Linked DNA regions of Mus musculus: region 2 is linked to region 1. Evidence: chromatin contacts called from public Hi-C data. All regions are on one chromosome and are shown on one strand. Each heading gives the region's core, a stretch centred on a gene start, on an enhancer-like site or on the middle of the called end of the contact. The rest is flanking DNA. Distances are from core to core; before and after follow the strand shown. Region 1 holds the start of Elovl1 (elongation of very long chain fatty acids (FEN1/Elo2, SUR4/Elo3, yeast)-like 1). Region 2 holds the start of Sf3a3 (splicing factor 3a, subunit 3).

Region 1 (3,002 bases), core at 143-2,642:
AAAGCCAGAACTGCTAAAAAATCCACACCCAGCATTCTCTCCCAAACCAGCCATGAATTCTTAGTTTGTCCTACTTTAGAATGGGCATCACCCTTCCCTACCAGGGAGGGGTGAGGACACCAGTGGTATGTGAGGAGGTGGGAGAGTGGGGGAGGTCTCAGGAATCTTTCCCTCTTCTGGGAGGGAGCCTCATGGGCTAGGTCCCCTCCTCCTCAAAGTTGGAAGGAATGCCAAGGGAAAGTTTATAGGGATACAAAAATTTAGCCTAGACCCAGGAGAGCCTAGGACTTTGTCCCAGAGGACTCCGGCAATTGCCCAACAAGCGGAGTGCTCCAGCTGCTCTCCATCAATCTCCAGCCTTGGGGCTTGAGTTCTACCATCCACATCCACGCTCTCACACAGTAATATGTACCTTCATCACACCGCTCTCAACCACCCCCAGAGACATGCATACCGCGCCAGGAGCTAGCCAGCATACATCCACACACAGTCCAGGCATATCTTGTTGACCACATCACCCAAACAGGCCTCCCTACTGGACTCGGACATGCCAGGCTCCTAAACTTCACACCTGTCAGGGATTGCATTAACCGCGGGACATACAGCTGACCAGGCATGGGTACATCTTCACCCACACCTCCCTTCTGCACACACAGCTCTCTGGTGAGTGACACTCATTTCTTCCTACAGTTAGACTTTGGTTGGTGGCTTATGTTGGAGTGGGGCCTAGCACTTAGGCATGTGCTCTGACACACGTGAGCTTGCCAGTTCCTTATCTCCTCCCTCAACCACCTCCTCCAATTCACTCGCCCTTCACCACCACTTAACACCGGGAGATACACAGTGACCCAGAGGGCAAGAGGGAGTCCAGACTTCTGAGGATCTCTCCCTAAGTTTGAGGGAAACCCGGGTGCGCACCACCCCCCTCCCGCAGTGAAACAGAGCCAGTTCCCTTAAGATGGATGGAAAAGAAAAAGGGCACCGGCATGGGGCAGGAAGGGAAAAGAGAGGAGTGGGCAAAGGGTGGAAGGCCAGGAGGTGCTGAAAAAGAACTAGGTGTGAGCAAATGGGGGTCAGGGGCCAAGGTGCCGGGGAGGGATCCTGTGGGCAGGCCCAGCCCCAGTGCCTGGGACCTCCCACCCACTCGCCCCAGGAACAGCCTCGCCCACAGCCTGGGCAGGGCAGGGCAAGGCAGGCAGGGCAGGGCTAGCCTGGCCAGCCAGGCAGGGGGCGCTGGCACGTGGGGAGCCATGGAAGGTACACACTCACCAGTGGAAACCAGGCGGGCAGCAGTGAAGGGTTCAAAGGGATCAGGGCCGGAGAGAAGTCCCCAGGGCCGCCTGCCGGCCACTTCCTCATCTGCTGGGCCGACTTTCTGTCACCAGAGGGGGAGGGGGCGGGCCGGGCGGGGGGCGCCTGCTGATTGGGCGGCTGGCCGAGGCAGGAGGGGCCGTCCAGCGCCTGCCTGGCCGCCAGGGCGGGAGCAGGGGCGGGTCGCCAGATCCCGGGGCAGGAAGCACACCCAGCCCCAGCTCTCCACCCCTTCCTTCGCATCTCTCAGCCTGTCCCGCCGATGACTATGGCTTGGCCCGCACCCAGCTTCTTCTTGAGGTTCAGCCTGCATGGCCCCATTCGTGGTCCTCTGTCCAGTCCAGCATGAGGACCCACTCATCTCCTGTCTGCTTTGTGACAGTCGCGGCTTATGATTACGGGAAATTTCCAGGGTTCAACCGTTCCCTCAAGGCTTTTCCTGGAAGAGGAGGGCCAGCTGTGCCTACTAAGGGCTGATTGGGGTGGCGGGAGGCTTTAGCGGGAGGCAGCAGTCGGCCACCACCATGCTTCTCAGAGCCTATAAACTTGGATGAGTCCTAGCTTTAGGAGGCACAGAGAGGATTTCCTGGAACGGAGATGGGAGAATACAAGTGGCCCCAGGCAAGAACTGTGAATCACTGTCTAAACTGGCCTTCAAGGTAGTGAAAGGGGGTGGGGGTGGGGGTAGCAAGTGAAATTGGCTGTGGTTCAATGTAGTAGATCTTGGAGGCCAAATGAGGCTGCCTGACTTATTCTAGAAGCAGAAGAAAACAAGAATTTTGAGGCAGCTCATCTCATCTGTCAGACATTTACTGGCCATCTACAGTGAGCGAAACCACATTAAGCTCTGCTCCCCACACTAACATAACTTATAACCCAGGTACAAGGTACTAGAGAGACCAGGTGAGAGGAAAACAGCTGGTCTGAAGAGGTAACAGATGGGGTTGGGAAAGCCAGACAACGTTGCAGGGGTAGGGGTGGGGGAGGAGTTAGATGTCAATTCAGTACCACCACCCACCCACCCCAGCACCAGATAGTCCAACTATTGCATGGCATGAAATCTGTCTTTCCTATAAAGACTCAATTACAGCTTGGACAACTGGATGATGTAAGTAGGCAGAGAGTTGAGGAATTTAGAAGAGGCAGTGGCTAGGAAGGATAATAGGTTCATAATTGGTGGATTTGGTTACCTAGGCATTGATAAGAGATGAAGGCCAGAGTATAGTTTTCAGCATTCTTTAGATTACCTGTTTACCTGTTAGCACCTACTCTTGACCAAAAAAAAAAAAAAAAAAAAAAAAAAAACAACCAGCAGAGAATTTACTTCCAAACCCAGCTTCTGTATCATTGTATACTAGACCCCCATGTCCCTGAAATGTCATTCTCAAGCCATAGCCTGAACTCCAGCCATCAAATGTCAGCAGCTTTCTCTCCAGTGAACATCTGTGGTGGATCCAAAAGCTCCCAGTGGAGCGTTCGGGATGGTGTTTTGCATGTGTGATTAAGACTTGTTAGATGAATGTGCACAAATTTACATACAAACATATCCATCTATGGGGCTGCCTCTGACTCTCAAGCCTTCATCATCGTGAGATGCAGTCAGATCTCCACTCTGTAAACCACTCCTGCTTCTGACTAATGTATTTTCTGCACCTTTCCCAACTCCACGATCCTTTCAGCAGGAAAAGTTC
Region 2 (3,002 bases), core at 132-2,631, 6.3 Mb before region 1:
GAGATATTTTACGAAAAAGCTGGCATTGGACATGAATCCTGAAGGGGTAACGACCTCTGCAAGTGAACAGAGCACCACTGTGTTGGTAGATTTCAGGGCAGAGCTAGGTGCACAGTATATTGAGTAGGAGACATTCTTGTGAAGCAGCCCTAGTGCTTCACCGTGTTCTCTTACTGCAGAGGGATGCCAAGAGGATGTCACTTAACATGCAGTGAAGTGGCACGTTCTTTCTTGGAGTGACATCTACATGGCATAGCTCCATTTCCTTTGCATCTTTCCCTTTTGTTAACGGCCAGGTCTAAGGACACTAAGTTGGGAGGCCTTACCTCATTTGGGTGCTTCCGATGGAATTCCTTTATCTGCTTGAGTCTGTTATAGAATTCAGCGAACTCGTTGGGTCCTGAGATAGCATTGAGCTCCTCCTTCCGCAGTCTGCAAGATATCAACAAACCCGAAGAGCATAAAGCACACAGCCCATGGTCTCACCAGGGCTCCTCAAAAGCACTAATTGTTAGAAGGGATGTGACCGTCACTTACCCGTCCTTATCATCATACAAATCCCTCAGGTTCCCACTGACCTCCATGTACCTCTGAAACAGAAGCGCAAAGCCATCAGAATGAAGCAAATTTGTACCACAGGGCTAAGTAAACAAGAAAGGATGTCTTGGCAAAACCCAAGGAAAACTCATGAGATACATGGTCTTCAAAGTTCCACCACTTTTAAGAGACAGCTTGATCCCGAGGTGGTTGCATACACTTTTAATCCCAGCACTTGGGAGGCAGAGATAGGACATCTGATTAGGTACCCTAGAGGGGCTTGTCTAAGAACTCAGGGGTAGAAATCACGCAGGGCCACTCAACCTTCCCAGCCTGCACTTTTCCCGCCCAGCCCGACCCCAGGGGAAGCGGACGGCGGCGCACTCACATCTTGCATGGCCCGAGTGCGGTGATCGGAATTGATCTGGTCCCGAAGCTGCAGAAAGGCAAACGGTAACACATACGTTGTTACTTTGAGTTTAGCAGTTGGAAAGAGCACCCGAGGGGTGATGCGCTTATTGGTTTAGGTCCCAGGGGCTGAAGCAGGAAGATTGAGGGGCCCTCGGAGGACGTTAACGAGGCCAGAGTGCCGAGCCAGCTTAGGAGGAGGGTGAGGATGGGGCGCAGAGAAGCTCCGAGGCCAAATACAGCGCGAGGGCTCGGCAAAGGACCCAGGCCCGCCTCCTGATGCGGCCCGGACCACGGCTCACTCACCGTGGACTTCTTCGTAAGCATCTCTTTGGCCATAACATCCATAAGCCGTTCCTTCTCCTCATGATAGCGCCGTTGCTGCTCTAAAATTGTCTCCATTTTCCCTTGGCCACGGCGTTTCAAGGCGGACCACTAACACTGCCGGAAACACCGCCTGCCGCCTTTCAGCCAGCGTCTCAGCGCGCAGCATCCGGCTGCACCAAAGTTCCGCGTGTCCCGGAAGTGTCTTGGGGGACTCAAGAAAAAAGGAACACCACGAAGAGAGCAAGCGGGTGCTATCCGCGACCGTGGCTACGCTTCCCCCTGCTGGCTGGGGGTCTGAAGGAGCGCTGCCTCCGCGTTGAAAGCTGGCTGTCTCTAAGAAGCCTGCAAGAATCCTGTAGGCTGAGGTTGAGAGACAGCTGGCTTGCCCGGGGCTTGCTGCAGAAAGCTGGGCCGGCAGGGACACACTAGCAGGAACGGATAAGTTGAAGGATACAGAACGGAAAGGGGAACTGGAAGCAGCAGTAGTTTTCAGTGTGTGACCTCTGGTGATGTTTTCCCCTTGTCTGGACTTTAGTGTGTTTGTCAGTAAAGTGGAGATGGTGGTGGGTTTGTTCTTAATAAAACTCATACATATTTGAACACAACCTTTGTTTATTGGCAGAGGAGTCTTTAAGAAAAACGTGGTACACTCAAGCAATGATATGCTTGCTGTTCAGCACAGGTTAACTTCTGATTCTCTGTAATTCTTTTTTTTTTAAAAGATTTATTTATTTATTATATGTAAAGTACACTGTAGCTGTCTTCAGACACACCAGAAGAGGGCATCGGATCTCATTACGGGTGGTTGTGAGCCACCATGTGGTTGCTGGGATTTGAACTTCCGACCTTCAGAAGAGCAGTCGGGTGCTCTTACCCACTGAGCCATCTCACCAGCCCCAATTCCATGTAATTCTTTATTTTTCTGCTTTTCGCCTACCACTTGCTGGAATTACAGGTATGAGCCACCACACCTAGCCACTGTATGGCTTAGAAAATGAAATCTAGACTGCCTTTCCTTAAAAGAGGAGGAAGAGGAAGAAGCAGAGGCAGAAGAGGCAGAAGGTGGAGGCAAACAGATCTTTGTGAGTTCTAGGCCAGTTTGGTCTACATAGTGAGTTCCAGGACAGCCAGGGCTGCATAGAGATCCAGTCTCATGAAACCAAACCAAACGAAACATAAACAAACAAACAAACAAACAAACAGAGTAGGGGCAGAGAGTGAATCAGTATAGAGAGCTGGGATTACAAGTGTGTGACAGTGCATGCACCAGGAAAGAGGCATCGGCGCAATGCAAAGTGGCTCACACCCGTGATCCTAGCGCTTAGGAGATGGAGGCAAGAGGAGAACAAGTTCAAGTTCAGCCTGAGCTATGTGATAAGACTCTATCTCAAAACAACAAACAAACAAAACACATACAAACATACACATACACACATACATATATACATACACATACAATACATACACACACATTCACACACACATACACACACATACATATATACACACACATGCACACATACATATACACATATATACACACACACATATATATATACACACACATACACACACATACATATATACACACACATATTCACACACACATTCACACACACATATACACACATACACACACATACATATATACACACACACATATATACACACACATTCACACAAACATACATACACATACACTTACACACACACACACACACACACACACA

The links. Hi-C and Micro-C count contacts between places; a contact is called where the count stands out from the background.
Region 2: a contact with region 1 is called in a Hi-C map of B cells, with 5 read pairs. The contact joins the promoter of Sf3a3 here to the promoter of Elovl1 in region 1. A contact is called at or near these places in 1 of 39 promoter capture datasets (cranial neural crest) and 1 of 484 Hi-C or Micro-C datasets (B cells).

What each region holds. Positions count from the first base shown.
Region 1 is chr4:118,426,483-118,429,484 of GRCm38.p6, reverse strand. It overlaps Elovl1 (elongation of very long chain fatty acids (FEN1/Elo2, SUR4/Elo3, yeast)-like 1), which reads right to left and starts at 1,392. Exons shown (of 8, transcript NM_019422.3): 1 at 1,270-1,392.
Region 2 is chr4:124,713,240-124,716,241 of GRCm38.p6, reverse strand. Sf3a3 (splicing factor 3a, subunit 3) reads right to left here and starts at 1,381. Exons shown (of 17, transcript NM_029157.3): 1 at 1,252-1,381; 2 at 926-973; 3 at 538-590; 4 at 327-432. The coding sequence starts at 1,347.